Regions from separate parts of the Mus musculus genome. Here regions 2 and 3 are each linked to region 1. Evidence: chromatin contacts called from public HiChIP or PLAC-seq data. All regions are on one chromosome and are shown on one strand. The core of a region is the stretch at or near the end of the contact, and the rest is flanking DNA. Distances in the headings are between cores, read along the strand shown. Region 1 overlaps Tesc (tescalcin). Region 2 holds the start of Hrk (harakiri, BCL2 interacting protein (contains only BH3 domain)). Region 3 holds the start of Fbxo21 (F-box protein 21).

What was found. HiChIP or PLAC-seq counts read pairs in DNA pulled down with a chosen protein or histone mark.
Region 2: an HNF4G HiChIP or PLAC-seq map of pancreatic cancer cells shows a contact between it and region 1. The contact joins the promoter of Hrk here to the enhancer-like site in region 1. A contact is called at or near these places in 1 of 484 Hi-C or Micro-C datasets (the N1E-115 cell line), 3 of 115 datasets of contacts at active chromatin or transcription factors (VIP interneurons, memory CD8 T cells and pancreatic cancer cells) and 3 of 9 other capture datasets (adipose tissue, liver and pancreatic islet).
Region 3: an H3K4me3 HiChIP or PLAC-seq map of forebrain shows a contact between it and region 1, with 3 times the contacts expected there. The contact joins the promoter of Fbxo21 here to the enhancer-like site in region 1. A contact is called at or near these places in 5 of 39 promoter capture datasets (HPC-7-derived erythroid cells, embryonic stem cells, hippocampal neurons and 1 more), 6 of 115 datasets of contacts at active chromatin or transcription factors (double positive thymocytes, embryonic midbrain, embryonic stem cells and 3 more) and 3 of 9 other capture datasets (adipose tissue, liver and pancreatic islet).

The regions. Positions count from the first base shown.
Region 1 is chr5:118,060,568-118,065,570 of GRCm38.p6, forward strand. Tesc (tescalcin) reads left to right here. Exons shown (of 8, transcript NM_021344.4): 8 at 1,035-1,311. The coding sequence ends at 1,112. Fbxw8 (F-box and WD-40 domain protein 8) reads right to left here. Exons shown (of 11, transcript NM_172721.2): 11 at 4,414-5,003. Among named protein-coding and RNA genes, the nearest start is that of Gm30466, 7.4 kb to the right of the region's middle. Within about 2 kb of position 2,859, at least 45 of the 459 cell types and tissues checked have an H3K27ac peak or open chromatin away from gene starts, as enhancers often do. A contact at or near this core is called in the N1E-115 cell line, forebrain, hippocampal neurons and 2 more, where this site is marked.
Region 2 is chr5:118,166,891-118,171,893 of GRCm38.p6, forward strand. It overlaps Hrk (harakiri, BCL2 interacting protein (contains only BH3 domain)), which reads left to right and starts at 2,874. Exons shown (of 2, transcript NM_007545.2): 1 at 2,874-3,238. The coding sequence starts at 2,893. The coding sequence ends at 3,171.
Region 3 is chr5:117,973,884-117,978,886 of GRCm38.p6, forward strand. Fbxo21 (F-box protein 21) reads left to right here and starts at 2,887. Exons shown (of 12, transcript NM_001346588.1): 1 at 2,887-3,156; 2 at 3,975-4,110. The coding sequence starts at 2,918.

The DNA.
Region 1 (5,003 bases), core at 1,609-4,108:
AGGGCTCTTCAGAAGCTAGCTCCCTACTTTGTCCCTTCTGGTGCCCCCTAGTTGTGTGTGCCCTCTCCCACAACTTGACTGAATTCCATCATGGAGTCCAGGATCTTTCTCAGAGAACATCTCAAACTCGCAATAGCTGGGGGTGCTCTTTGTGAAGTGGAATGGTTTTCGTGTCCCCAAAGGACCAGGGTAGAGGACAGTGGAAAGCCTAGCTCCAAGGCCTGCCTCACCTTGGGAAGCTCAGGGGGTCATCTCTGTAGATGCTGAGTGACAGCCTGGCAATGTGACACCCTCTGTCCCTGCTCCTATCCTGACTCCCTACTCGAAACCCCTGACTTGCTCATAGCCAAGGAACTGGAGAGAGGGTGACCTTGGGAGGGACAAGGGCTTGTCTTGTAGGCCAATGGCCTTGTGACCTGAATGTCCATACCCTAACTGGCCAGGATTGACAGTCCACAGCAGTATCACTCTACCTGAGCATAAGTTTGAAGCCAGTGACCTCTTATCCCACCATGGCTATGGTGACTGAGCTGGCAGGTCAATAAATGATGGCTGTCTAGTGACACCTGCCACGTAACAGCCCCTAGGCATCTACACGGGGCTTGGTTGACCCAGTCTGAGTCTGGGAAGTGGGCAGTGTGGTGAAGCAACCCTGGAATTGCGCTGGTTATCGAGAGGCAATCGGGGTGGATGGGGGAGTGAGATCATGGCGCCCAGTGAGCCCTCGCTTGGATTCAGGACTTCATCCTAACTCCACGGTGACCATCTCGGCGGAGAGCCCGAAGGTCAGAGCCAGAGTGACCAGCGGATGCATGGAACTCCTTCCTCACTTGGCATGGCCTCGGAACCTGTCCTGCTTCTTATGAGCCATCAGCGGCTCTGTCTCAGTGGCGGGGCGGTGGGCAGGCCGAGGACCTGGCTCAGGCGGGCGTCCAGCAGTGGCGAGGGCAGTGGGTTGGCAGGCCGAGGACCTGGCTCAGGCAGGTGTCTGGCAGTGGCGGGGACGCCTGCTGATGCCTCTCCCTCCATTCCAGATCTGGCAGGGCATCGACATCGAGACCAAGATGCACATTCGTTTCCTCAACATGGAGACCATCGCCCTCTGCCACTGACCTGCTGCCTGCTGCCCGTGCAAGGGAGGGGGTGGCTGGAAGCTGGGGGTGACCGAGGACGGATGTTCAGCCCTATGCCTGGGCTTCTGTGACAATCAGTAACCCTTCTTCAGTTATCCTCCTCGTGGGGTGTGGTGTGTGGGACTCCGATATTTTTATCTCTAATGGTGACAATAAAGGTTTCCTAATGAGTCCGGCATCCCCATCTGTCCCTCACATCCCTTAAAAGAACCTGGTCTTGGGTGACATGAGACTGACTCTGAGGAGCAGGCAGAGACTGGTGAGGCCCTCTGTCCTGTCTGTTGGCCCTTGTATACCATCTGCTTTCCTCCTTGAAGGACTGGGCATCTACCTGTGGTCCCCACCTGGTGGGGGGGGGGGGGAGCCAGGAAGAGTCTGTCTGGGCAGGCTTCCAGAAGACCTGGCGTGTAGGTAATGGGGGTTTTCTTAGCACCATCACTGCTGGCTGGCTGCTGGTGTCAGCTCCTGATGGAGGGTACCTACAATTGGGGTTGCCATGGTTCCTCCTGACAGCATGGACCCAGATGCGAGCCCAGGAAACTCTGGCCCCCAGCACAGGCGGTAGTGGAGACTAGAGGTGCCTACTGCAGGTAGGTAGCTTATACATCTTGGCTTGTCAGGATGGGTGGGGGGCCAGTAGAGCCAAAATATTGACTGCAGAGCAGAGGTCGTCCCCCCACCCCAACCAGTGGGTTGCTGGTGCTTGTTATCTAGGTCTCTCAGGTGTTGTTCTAGGATGCTTTTGTTCCCTCTGTTGACGCTGGGAGGTGCCTTTCTAGACTCCAGGAAGTTCTTTGGGTGACTGGCACCTGATGCTGTTGGCATGCTTAGTTAGATGTCTTGTTCTGAGCATGTTTGATCTCATTTGTGTTGTCTGTCAATGGCCACATCATGGTTGGCTGGACACCTGTAGCTGGAGCTCCCTTAAGGCCCAGAGGGCAGTCATGAAGTATTTCCACTCCATCCGCTAACCCCGTTTTCCTGCCAGTTCTTTGCCATGTGCGTGCAGCATTTTTCTCTCTAACTTTTATGTGTCTGTGCCTATGTGCATAGGAGTGCACATTGGCTAGAGGAGGGATTCAGATCCTCTGGGGCTGGAGTTGGGGGTGCCGGCTTGTTCTGTGGGTACCAAGAGCTAAACTCTGGTTCTCATAATTGTACAGCCTCCTAATGGATACACTTTAAGTTGTTACCATCAGGTGTGACCCTGTGTGTGTGTGTGTATAGGTCAGAGGACAATATGCCTGTTCTTGCCTCCTGCCACATTGAGGCAGCCCCCCCCCCCCCCCAACATCTGTGTACTCCAGACTGACTTCTGGCAACTGTCCTGTCTCTGCCTCCCATCTCACAGGAGCTCTGGGATTACAGATGTGGACTACCACATCGGCTTTTTAATATGAGGAAAAGAAGTGTATATGCCTTTGTTTGTACACATGAGTGTGGGTGCCCCGAGCCAAGGCTATCAGCACCCCTGGAGCTGCTTGATGTGGGTGTTGGGAACTCATCTGTCTTTTTAGCCCCTGCCCCTCCCCCCTTTTTCCTGGGGATCAAACTCAAGCTGTCAGGCTCTTGCACCAGTTGCTCTTACTTCCTAAGCCTCGCGGCACGTACATCTTAGCTCTGCTGGTTTGGTGAAAATACTGGTGTCTGCCATCAGCACTGCTCAGGGGATGGTGACTCATGCCTGAACAAACAATCCTGGTGCCAGAACAGAGCGGATTGTTCTGGTCTCAGTAGAGACCCCTGCAGCCTTCTCTCTCGCTGTGGGTGCTTGCTCGTCATGACTGATGGCAGGCTCTGTCTCCATGGTGATGTGCCAGATTCAGTGGCTGCTTCTATGGGTCCCTTCCATGCTGCCCTCCCCAAGCAGGCTGTCTCAAGTGGTTCCGAGAGGTGGACGGATCTTCTCAACAACAGGTGTCCTCCGTAATGTGCACGAAGGGGAAAATGGTAACTTGACTAAGTAAGTGAGCCCTGGCCTACTGCTGGGGGTGAGGTGCAAGCTAGTATGCCTTACTTAAAAGCAAAACATGCTATGTGGCCAGTTATAGGGGTGTGCAGAGATGTGCTCAGGGGATGTGGTAGGATGGTGCTGTGTGTATGCGTGTGAGGGTGCTAGATTGGTTACTATGTTGGACCCCAGAGGCAAGTGAGGAGCTGAGGGGGTCTGCAGGTGTTCTGAGCAAGCACTTGGCAGGCAGGGCTGGCCTGTGTTTGATGCTGGCCTGCAGGGCCACTCAACACCACCCACTCTCCTGGACTGGTGAGGAAGGAGGTCAGAAGGAAGGCACTGCCAGGGCCGTGCTTTTGAACACAGGCCTCAGTTTGATAAAAAAAAAAAAAAAAAAAAAAAAAAAGCCCCAGCAAAGCAGCAGGCAGGAGCAGATATGGGGGCTCCCATCTCCCTGCTCAGAGCCAAGCAAACTGTCAGCTCTGGGGAGAACCCAACAAAGGTATACCTCACCACTTGGGGACTTCCTGGCTTCTAGGTTTCTACTGGCTCTAGGGCTCTAGAAAGCCAGCAGGTCAGCAGGGGGACATAATGCATAAACTATCTGGAGCCTGGCTTCCTGGACTCCATGCTGTGGTGAGGAGGGGGCTGCAGGCTCTGGGCAGCTGCCACTTTGGCATCTCCTGGGCCTGGGTTTCCTGAGACTCTCCCACTTTCAGTGGTGTCCTTTCTCAACAAAGGCAGTTCATGAATGTAAAATGTTTTCATAAATAATGGATCGCCTTCCCTCGGCCAGAGCCCGGAGGTCTAGCAGGGAAGATGCTGTGATGGACGTTCATCAAGCGTGCTGGCTGGTGCTCCCCTTTGAGGGCCTACTAATGTCTTTGAAGCTCTGGGCACAGCTAATCCAAACAGCTAATTAAAACGAGATTGACTCACTGGGAGCCTAGTCCTCCAGGACCAGAAGCAAGCTCGTTTGTTCACAATGGCGAGGCCAGGCTGCCTCCCCACTGTCGAAACCACCAGGAGTACCAACTGCTTGGCTCCCAGCATGCTCTGCAGCTGCCTACCTAGGCAGGATAAAGACCATGAATTGGTGCAAACCTGCTCCCCAGGAGTACAGACTAATTCCTTGGTATCCCCCACCCTGGGGGACTTCTGGCTACTGCCCTGGGCAGCCTCACCAGTGGGCCGTGGGGTCTGCAGGGCAGGGAGGAAGCAGGTAGATTGTTTCTTGCAGGACTGTGTGTAGGTGGGTGGTGCTCCGCCCCTGTGCAGCCAGACCTCCCATCGCTGTGTGACACGAGCCAGATGAGGTGCCTCCATCATCAGTGTGAAGCAGGCTTTGTGCTAACATTTATTTGGGGACAGGTAAGTACAGGCTCTTCATCAACCACACTGAAGCTGACTTGGTGGCACCCAAGGCTACTGCTGAGGAGCTGGGAGTAGGGCTGTGGGTAGAGAAGCAGGCAGAGCTGGGGCCTCAGTGGCTGGGTGGAGGTTGGGTGTGCTCTCTATTCTGTAGCAGACTGAAAGCGAGATCTACCCTACAGTACTGTCCTGTTACTGACAATTGATTCTAGAGATTGGTCCTCAAACTTAAAATCCTCCTGAGTGGTGGGACACTCAGCGAGTGTGTGTGTGTGGCATCACAATGCTCTACTTATAAAGTTGTCCCCTCCCCCAGTTTGGTGGTGGTTGGAGGCTAATGTTTAATCTGATACTTTCCCCGGAGGGCTGTGTGATACAAACCTCATAGACATGGCTGGATGGATACCTGCAGCCTAGTGACACAGAACTTATGGGTAAGAAACAGAGCAAGCCCAGAGCAGCCTGCCACTCTGACCACTTGGCAAACCAGGCTCTTCGAGACGTGAACAAAGCCCCTCTGTTAGGTGGGAGAGGGCAGGCCCTCAGGT
Region 2 (5,003 bases), core at 1,624-4,123, 110 kb after region 1:
AGTATACTCATATACATAAAATAAATAATTCTTTAAGAGAGAGAGAGGGAGAGAGAGAGAGAGGAATGGATACTTCAAAAGGGCCCAATCTTGGGTTCAGTGGATAAAGGTGATTGCCACTAAGCCTGATAATGGGAGTTCAATCCCCAAGACCCACATGGTGGGAGGAAAGAACTTACTCCTGCAAATTGTCCTCTGACCTCCACATGCACTCCATCTCATACGTACACACACACACACACACACACACACACACACACACACACACAGAGAGAGAGAGAGAGAGAGAGAGAGAGAGAGAGAGAGAGCTTTTTAAAGGCTACATTTCAAGATCCAGTGACCAAGTGCAGAGAGGGTCAGGGTAACTGGGTAACTTTAGAGACTCTGATTCAGTGATGAGGGGACAGAGGTCTTCCCTTGACCCCCTCTCCCCATAGCCCTCTTCTCTTCCCCTCTCCTCCCCACCGCCAAAACGGTACTCTCTGCTTAAAAAAAAAAAAAAAAAAAAAAAAAAAAAAAAGTCCAAGCTGCTGGGAGCCAACCCAGTGCCACCTTGTGAGCCCAGCATTTCGAGGGGCAGGCTTCCAAACAGGGTAATAATCGTCCCATTAAAATTAATGTCCATGAAGTGAGCCGTTAAAAGCGTGGAGATTAAAAGGGAGGGGGGATTGTTCAATTTAAATCCAAAGGGCTTTTTAAATAGACACTGTATCTTCAATCTTGGACCACTACACTCGGGCAATGGTTCAGCTGCCCCTCTGTTAAGGATGGCTGGGATTAGGGAGGGGGAGTCCCGGGAGATGGGGAAGGAGTTCTGGCCAGAATCAGAGGGGACGGAGGTTTATTTGAGCCCGATGCGTGCCAGGCGCTTGGCACAGGGTTCTTTCATTTAATCTGGGCCCCGGTCCTGGGAGGGAGGTATTATCAGTCTCAGAATACAGAGTCCAGTGTCAAGCCATAGCTAGAGTTTTGTGCCTGCTACTGGGTGCCCTGGTTCAGAGCCAGCCTTTGCTTTGTACTAACCCCTATCTTGGGCAAGAGGCCTCATGGACTTGGGCCTTGGCTTCCTCATGTTGAAAAACAGGACACCGAAAGAGTCTCTGTAGGAGCACAGGCCAGGACCTTGGCAGGCAGCTGGCATGGAAGGTACTCTGTAGTGTGGGTAGTAAGGGCACAGTGACTGCCCACTGGGTGGGGGCGAGGGTCACCAAAAGCACACAGCTGGGCTATGCTGAGCTCTGACAGTCACCTCACCAAGCTTCCAAGGGAGCCCGTAGCCCATTGATGTGGCTGAAAGTCAGTCAAGCTGCAGAGTCCTCCTGTCATTTGGTGGTCAGGAGGATGAGGCAGGAGAGCTTCTGGTTACACCGTAGCAGAGTTTTTGAAACAAAAGGAAAGTCACAATAACATCACAGAACTCCAAAAAGGTGAGTTCATAGTTTCTTATCTTTTGGGTTTTAGTTATTTATTTTGGTTTTTTGAGACAGGGTTTTTCTGTGTAGCCCTGGCTGTCCTGGAACTCACTCTGTAGACCAGGCTGGCCTCGAACTCAGAAATCTGCCTGCCTCTGCCTCCCAAGTGTTGGGATTAAAGGCGTGTACAACCACTGCTCGACTTGTTTTCTGTTTGAATACGTCTGTCTATCTCCTATCTATCTATCTATCTATCTATCTATCTATCTATCTATCTATCTATCTATCTATCTATCTTATGTGCATACACATAGGGTAGTACATATGGAGGTCAGAGGACAATCTGTGGGTATCAGATTTCTGTCTTTGGAACACACGGATTCACAGGACTGAAATTAAGTCATCAGGTTCGGTTGCAAGCACCTTTACCCACAGAGGCATCCCTGACTCTTTGGGGTTTTTAAATAAAGGATTCTCTCTGTAACTGTGGCTGGCCTGAAACCACTATATGGACCAGGTTGTATATGGACCACTTCCCTGCTCCTTCAGGCCCCAATCCCAAAGCTGTCCAAAATCCAGTGGCTTGGACATGGTGGGCGGGTCTCTCTAGCACCCTAAGGAGTCCCAGGAGCCTCCTCACTGGTCGGCACCCTCCCCAGAGGACTTCCCAGGCTGGAGCTGGAGCAAAACTGGATTGGTCTTCCTTTGGGTTAGGTAACCTCACTGGGCACCAAGGCAAAGCCTTACAGGGTCGCCAGCAAACTCTGACCCCGTTTGAAAAGATAAAGCCTACAAAGTAAGCAGGCTGCAAGAACTTCTCTCTAGAACCACGTTCTTGGGTGGGGGGTGGGGGGTGGGGAGATGTCTTGAGTGCAAAGGCGACTCGCCCAAGTTGGAGTCCAACCCATCCCGGGTCCCCCGCCTTCATTTCAGGGTTCAGGCTCCCACCCCGGGGTGCGCTTAAGTCAGGTCACCAGAAGGGGGTGCGAACGCGTGTCAGGAATGTGTGCACCCACCCGGAGGCTGACAGGTGCGGAGGCTGTCCCGAAACAGGGCAAGTCGGCTTGAACCCTGCCTCCCACCACCCAGGCCACACAACAGCCCGGGGATCTTTTCGCATTACGGCCGAATTCTCCCGGAGCTCAATTCACAGTGCGCACCGAGCTGGCTTTCCAGGCTATCTCCGAGCTGGAGCCTCCCGCAGCCCGGGAAGCGAAACAGCGGACCCCGGGCCAGCATTCCCGAAGCCCCGCATCCCTGCCTGTCCCCGCCCTGCCGGCGTCTCGAGGGTTAAAAGTTACCTCTCGGCTTTTTCTCCTGCACACACTCCCCACCCCCCGGGCCGGATGATGTAACCCCCTCCCCGCGCCCTCCCCGCCCCCTCCACCATGTGACACTTTAATTAATAATAGCGCCGTCAGCACAACAAACGCGCGGTGAAGGGCGAAACTTGGGGTCCAGGGAGGCTCCTCCGCACGCCATGTGCCCGTGTCCCCGGCATCGCGGCCGCGGGCCCCCGGCCGTGTGCGGTTGCGGCGACGCTCGCCCCGGGCTGCGCTGGGCGGCGGCGCAGGTGACCGCGCTGCGGCTGCAGGCGCTGGGCGACGAGCTGCACCGACGCGCCATGCGGCGTCGCGCGCGGCCCCGGGACCCGCTGCCCGCGCTGCTGCCCGCGCTCCGCGCCCGCTGGCCCTGGCTGTGCGCGGCCGCGCAGGTGGCGGCGCTGGCGGCCTGGCTGCTCGGCAGGCGGAGCGCGTAGGCGGCGCGCGCGGGGCCTTCTTGGTGGGGGGGACCGGAGCCGAGACCCAGCCCGGACCGAGCAACAGGTACGCGGGCAAGCGGGCGGGAGAGCGACAGCGACAGCGGGAGCCAGGGCTCCTCGGCGAGGAACAGCGGACCCGGTCTCCTACTCTTCGCTTGCCCTCTGTCCCTCTTTATCCAGACCCCGAGTATCTGCTCCGCCTCATCCCCCCTACTCTCTCTCTCTCTCTCTCTCTCTCTCTCTCTCTCTCTCCCTCTCCCTCCCTCTCTTCCCTCATTCTCTCTCCTCCTCCCTCTGTTCCTCTCTCCTTTCTCTCTTCTCTTCCTCCCTTCTCCTTCCCCCTCTCTCTTCTCTCCCTCTCTCTCTTCCTCCCTCCTTCCTCTCTCTCCCTCTCTCCTTCCCTCCTTCATCTCTCTCCTCTCTTCTTTCCCTCCACTCTCCATCTCCACTCTCTCCCCCTCTCTCCTTCCTCTCCCTTTCCTTTCCCTCTCTCTCTCCTCTTTTTCCTTCCCTCCTCCCCTTCTCCTTCCTCTCCCTTTCCTTTCCCTCTCTCTCTCCTCTTTTTCCTTACCTCCTCCCCCTCTCCTCCCGCTCCCCTGTCTCTGTTCTGTCTTCACTCTCCCCCCCCTCCCCACTCCTCTCTCTTCTCCCTCACTCTCATCTCTCTTCAGTGTTTTCACTCTCTTCTTTCTCCAATCCCCTGGCTCACGTTATTCTTCCCCTTGTGTAGCTCTCCTCTGCCTTTCCACTTTCTCCTGTTTTCCCTTTCTCCAGTCTGCTTTCTCTCTCCTCTCCCACTACCCCGTGTCCCCCCTTCCTTCTCCACCTCTCTCTCTCTCCCCCCCTTCTCTCTCTCCTCACTGTCCCCTCTCTCCTTTCTCCCTCTTCTCTCTCCTCCTCCTTCCTCTGCAGCATAGTGGTTTTAGAAGGACGTAAGCCACCACAATCGCTGCCAGCCCCAGTAAACACACGCAGTAGAACTGCACCAGTCCGAGCTAAGAGTCTCCCCTAATTATGCACCACAGGTTCTCGAGTCCCCGGCCCTTTTCAAACCGCCTGGTATTCCAACTTGACCAGGTCTCCATATCTCCACTGCCAACTCCCGTCTCCTCAAGGGTCTGCAGTTTGTGGTGATCCCCATTCTCTATGACCCCCCAACTCCTCCCACCCCCGCTCCCGTGGAAGTTTCTCAGGGGTAGGTCGTGGTCCTCTCTCCAAGGCAGGCGCACATCAAGGTCCCATCTCCTGGGTAACTTTGTTGCTCCTTTTACCACGAGGTGTCGCGGTTTACAGCTTGGCCTCCTATCACCTTCCCCAGCGACGGCGAGAGGTGTGGGCGCCTGCTGTGTGCTCCGGACCGTCCCTGGGTGCTGGGTGCCTAATGTTTGATATCGGGAGGCTATAGGTGGGTCCTTGGTAGGGTGACCTGTGAGCACCCGCTGTGTGCCAGGTACCGGGCTAGGCGGTTTGGGGGAGCAAGAAGTGTCGGTCGGGGTCGCCTTTCTAGATTTCTAGTGCAGAGGCTTCATAAAACGGGGTGGGGTGGGTGGGAACTAGGCTGACTTCCGAGAATGGGTCGGAATGTGAAGATCACAGGTAAGGTAGCCAGAGACCCTGAGATGCTCTGGGCTGATCCCAGCCCTGCCCGACGGGCGCGCAGACACCTTAGGAAGCTGGCGCGGCGCCGCAGGGAGAGGCGGCAGCCGGAGCGTGGGGGGTGGCAGCGCCCGAGGAGCTGCGGGGGTGAGCGGGGTGTGAGCCGGGAGCGCGGGCGACAGATGTCGCGTGGGCCCGCGCAGCCCGGGCGCTGGCGAAGAGAACTGTCGCTT
Region 3 (5,003 bases), core at 1,637-4,136, 87 kb before region 1:
CGGGAGACTTGGCTGAATGTGGATCCTGAGCAATGGGATGCACCTGGGAGGATACCAGTGGGAGGAAGGAGACGGCAGCTATCTGGGACCCATTTGGACTGGAGGGGGAGAGAATGACGTAAGCCATGGACAGGCGACGGCTGTCCCTTTGTAACAATGTTAGAGACTCAGAGTTATTTCTAAGGCCCGATAGAGGGCCAGGGATAGCTTGGCAGGATCTGCTGAGAATTTCCCCAGGTTCTGACCCAGAGCATCTGAATTGAGGGGAGTTCTTTACCATGCCCTTTGTATACAGCTGGTCTTTCTAACCTGACTCAGAATTCACTCTGGAGATTCAAGGACTCTGACTTTATGATATCCATAGTCCCACAGTTCGGGGTCTGATGATGAGCTGAATTGGGTTTTGTTTGCTTGTTTTTTTGTTTTTGTTTTTGTTTTCCTGAAGGATGGGGATTGCCAACCAGGCAAAGGTGCTTGATGCTAAGCCTGGTGACCTGAGGTCTGTGCCCGGAACCTGTGTGATCGAAGCAGAGAACAGACTCCTGCAAGTTGCCCCCCTATGTCTATATTCACACCACGCACACAGGAGTGTGGAGAGCTTTGAGGGCCACTTGGCAGGAATCTGACATTGGCCAAGGACAAGGAAATGGGCTTCAGGCAGGAATCTGACATTAAGCCATGACAAGGAAGTAAGCACAGGCAGGAATCTAATTTTAGGGTAGAACAAAGAAGTAGGCTTCAGGCAAGAATCTGATTTTGGGCTAGGACAGGGAAGTAGGCTCAGAAATCTTGGTCACCCTTAGAAAAACAGTGGTCAAAGGAGTGATCACAGGACTTTGTTTATTGCCTTTGGGGATGGGGGTGGGGGGCGGAGACAGGGTTTCTCTGTGTAGCCCTGGCTGTCCTGGAACTCACTCGGTAGACCAGACTGGCTTCAAACTCAGAAATCCGCCTGCCTCTGTCTCCCAAGTGCTGGGATTAAAGCAAGGACAGTGCTTGTTCCTTGACTATTTGTGTTTATTGTACTGCTTGACCTTGTTACTTGCATGGAATTAGAATGGTATAAAAGCAGATTGGGAAAAAAATAAACCCACCTCAGCCTCAGAACTGGCTGGGGTCATGCTACAATGTTGTCTGTCCTTTTTCTTTTTAATCCTCACTCCTTCGCTGGAGAACCTGTTGACGGACTGAGCTGGCTTGGTCACGTGAGCACACAAAATAAATTAAAATGTAAATAAAAGCTCATCTAAAGATGAGACCCAAGCGAGATTCTCCTCTGACCTTCAATCACACGCACACACATATGCACACACATGCAGGCATACGTGCTCTCATTTACACACACATACACACACATATACACACATGTGCACACACATGCATTAAGAAAATAAAGCAGCCGGGCGGTGGTGGCGAATGCCTTTAATCCCAGCACTTGGGAGGCAGAGGCAGGTGGATTTCTGAGTTCGAGACCAGCCTGGTCTACCAAGTGAGTTTCAGGACAGCCAGAGCATATGGTAATTGTTGTATTGCCAGAGAGGGCATATATGTCCCCCAAATCATGAAGGATTGTTGAGTGGAAGACAATTAAAAGCAGACACCATGAACACCTCTAAAATCACACTCAGCATTTTGGGAGGCAGAGTCAAAGGGATCAGCGGCTTGAAGGAGCCCAGTCACACAGAGGAGAGCTCCCCACGATACTTCGACCTGCTTCAAATCAGGACATAGATTCAGGGGTTACTACTATTCTCCACACCATCATAGAGCTAGAAATAGGGGTCCCCAAAAACAAATAGTATGCTTGCCTCAGTACCCAGTGGAGAGTGAGTCACCCGTGGAGAAGGCCAAATCACTTCCAGGAAGTGCTTGGTATAAGATAGCCATTTTCAACAGCTTAATTTTGGGACTATGGCATGGCTGTAAAGTGCATGGCTAACCGGCACCAAGCCCTGGGTTTCACCCCCGCACTACCACCTCTGAAGTACATCTTGGTGGTGTATGCCTTTAATACAAGCTATGGGAGGTAAAGGCAGGGGGGCCAGAAACTCAAGGTCCTTCTCCAATACATAATTCAAGACCAGAGTGGACTACATCAGACTCTGTCTCAAATTGCTTTTGAGATCGGATCTTAATATAGATAGCCCAACTTTTGATCTGCGTGCCTCGGTCTCCTGAGAGCTGGGAATTAGGAAGTAAGCCACCATAGTCATTTTTAACTTTTAGTTATTGTCTATGTGGACTCATGTCCCATCGAGAAGGTGAAGGCCAAAGGGCAATTTTGTTTTGTTTTGTTTTGTTTTTCGAGACAGGGTTTCTCTGTGTAGCCCTGGCTGTCCTGAAACTCACTCTGTAGACCAGGCTGGCCTCGAACTTGGAAACCCACCTGCTTCTGCCTCCCAAGTGCTGGGATTAAAGGCGTGCGCCACCACTGCCCGGGCAACCTCGATATATTTATTTTCGAGACAGGGTTTCTCTGTGTATCTCTGGCTGTCATGGAACTCGCTCTATAGCTGAGGCTAGCCTCGAACTCTGAGATCTGCCTACTTCCACCTCCTAAATGCGGAGATCAAAGGTGCCACCGCCTCCCCGAATTTGCGTGTCATCCTAGGCGCAGCATCCATGCAAATCTCTGCATCGTTCCAGTTTTAGTATCTGCGCTGCCGAAGACGAGCACCCAGCTATCATTTTTAAAAATGCCCCTGGGAGAATCAGGACGCGAAAGGACCATTTATCTCTGCAGCAGCAGCCAGCTCTCGCCTCTGGCTCTTCCCAGTCCTCCAAGCGGAGTGGGCGGGACCCCCTGGCGTGGGCGGGGCGTTCCCAGCCACTCCCCCTGAGGGCGTGGTACGGCTTCTTAGGCTCCTATCGCGCGCGCGCCCGCCCGCACAGCGGCCCCCTCAGGTACGCGGACAAGATGGCGTCGGTAGCGGGGGACAGCGCTATGGAGGTGGTGCCGGCGCTGGCCGAGGAGGCCGCGGCTGAGGCGACGGGCCCCAGCTGCCTGGTGCAGCTGCCGGGCGAGGTGCTGGAGTACATCCTGTGCAGCGGCTCGCTCACGGCGCTGGACATCGGCCGCGTGTCCAGCACCTGCCGCCGCCTGCGCGAGGTGTGCCAGAGCAGCGGGCAGGTGTGGAAGGAGCAGTTCCGGGTGAGGTGAGCGAGCATCCCGTTCCCGGGACCCGCAGAGCCCCTCGGCGCCGGGCCTCGCGTGGGGCCCCACCCCGCCACCCTCCGGGCCTCCGGGCCGCGCGCCGCCCTCTTCCCGCGGCCGCAGACAAAGGCCTGCCTGCAGCCCGGGGGGCCCCCTCCGGAGCTCCGATGGGGTCGCGGCAGCCGCCCGAGGCCGGGGCCTCCGGAGCGCTCCGCCCCGGGGGGCTGCGGCCTTCACGCGCCTCCCGGCTGCAGGAGGAGGCGCATCTTTTGTGGCCGCTGCAGGATGTTGACGTGCAGGCAAAGCAGCGGTGCGTGCATTCCTGGCTAGCTCCTTAGGATGCCGGCATCGGACCTGCCAGTCCAGCTCGTGACCTTGGGGGTGGAGGGGGTGATGTCGGTCCACCTCCCTTCTCCAGAGCCTGGGTCTCCTGGTCGGTGATGAGACCCCCCCTCCTTTTTTTTTTTTTCCCATTATGGGGAATCAAATAAGATGAGGCCCGGGTTTGCAGGGCCTGATGCTGAGGGAGGCGCGCCATCCACGAGAACCGTTAGCATCACTGTGATTGTGGCCAGCGCAGAGATTGGGGGGCGGAGGGGGGGCGGCGGCTACTGGTGGTAGAAACGCTGCCTTTCGTGTCGCCACGCCAAGGTCACTGCATCTGAGTAGTGAGGGAATGCATTGCATACGCTATGATTATTGCAACTAGAGCCTCTGCCAAGTCCACCCCCCCCCCCTTGCCCGCAGACTCCTCCGTGGTTTTTTGCAGTCTCTGCGGAGCTGAGAAAGGGTGTTTTCTCTCCCCCCCCCCCCCTTATAGGTGGCCCTCCCTGATGAAGCACTACAGCCCCACCGACTACGTCAATTGGTTAGAGGAATATAAAGTTCGGCAGAAAGCTGGGTTAGAAGCCCGGAAGATTGTAGCTTCCTTCTCCAAGCGGTTCTTTTCAGAGCACGTAAGCATCAGGCTTGGTCATGCTCTGTGTGTGTGTGTGTGTGTGTGTGTGTGTGTGTGTATGTGTGTTCGTGCGCGCACGCGCTCGTTCGTGTGTGCCTGCCATAGCTTTTCAGCTCTTGTTCCTATTTCCCTTTTCACTGCTCACACAGCCCTTTGCTTGCATGCTTATAAGAGTCATTGTGTCCCCTCTCCTCCCGTCCAACAACACGGAGCCATTTGTCCCTGCTAGCCCTACTTTTTTTAAAGCCAGAGGGAGTGGGGTGTTGAGGAGCGGAAAGGGACACAGGGCGGTGTCCACTAGGTCCAGAGAAGCCTTACTCTTTGAGACTGTTAGGCGCTTTATGCACTGTCAACCTCTTGGTGCCTGTTTCCCAGGGAGGCTGCAGAAGTGCATGCCGTGCAGGGAACTGCCTTTTTAAGGAACCAAGGTTAAAAGCTGCCGTAGCTGCTCCTAGCCATTGAGCATTTCTGTTTATCACTGTGGCTCTTTGTTCCGAGAGAGGAGGTTCACTATGCGGCCCAGGCTGGCCTTGAACTCCCGTCCAGCCTCCTGAGGACTGCGATTCCCAGGAGGCAGCCTCAAGCCTGGCTCGAGTCGTGTGTCGCTTTTCTGTAAGGGCTGAGATGTGTGTTTCTTTTCAGGTTCGGAGTTAGTCGTTGTTTTTCTCCCTTGTCCAGAAATGTCCCATGGAAATCGGTGTCCGTTCCATTCACTACTTTTTGTAGGGCTAGGGAATTGTCCCCTCTCGTATTTCCAGTCCCTGCAGATTGTGAGCCGACCAGTGTAGCTGACAGTGCTTGTTTAGTTCTTCTAGGTTGGTGAAGGTTATTTTCTGAAGGTTAGTTCTGATTTCCCACTCTGCTGTTAAAGGAGTTTATGAGCAGCGTTTT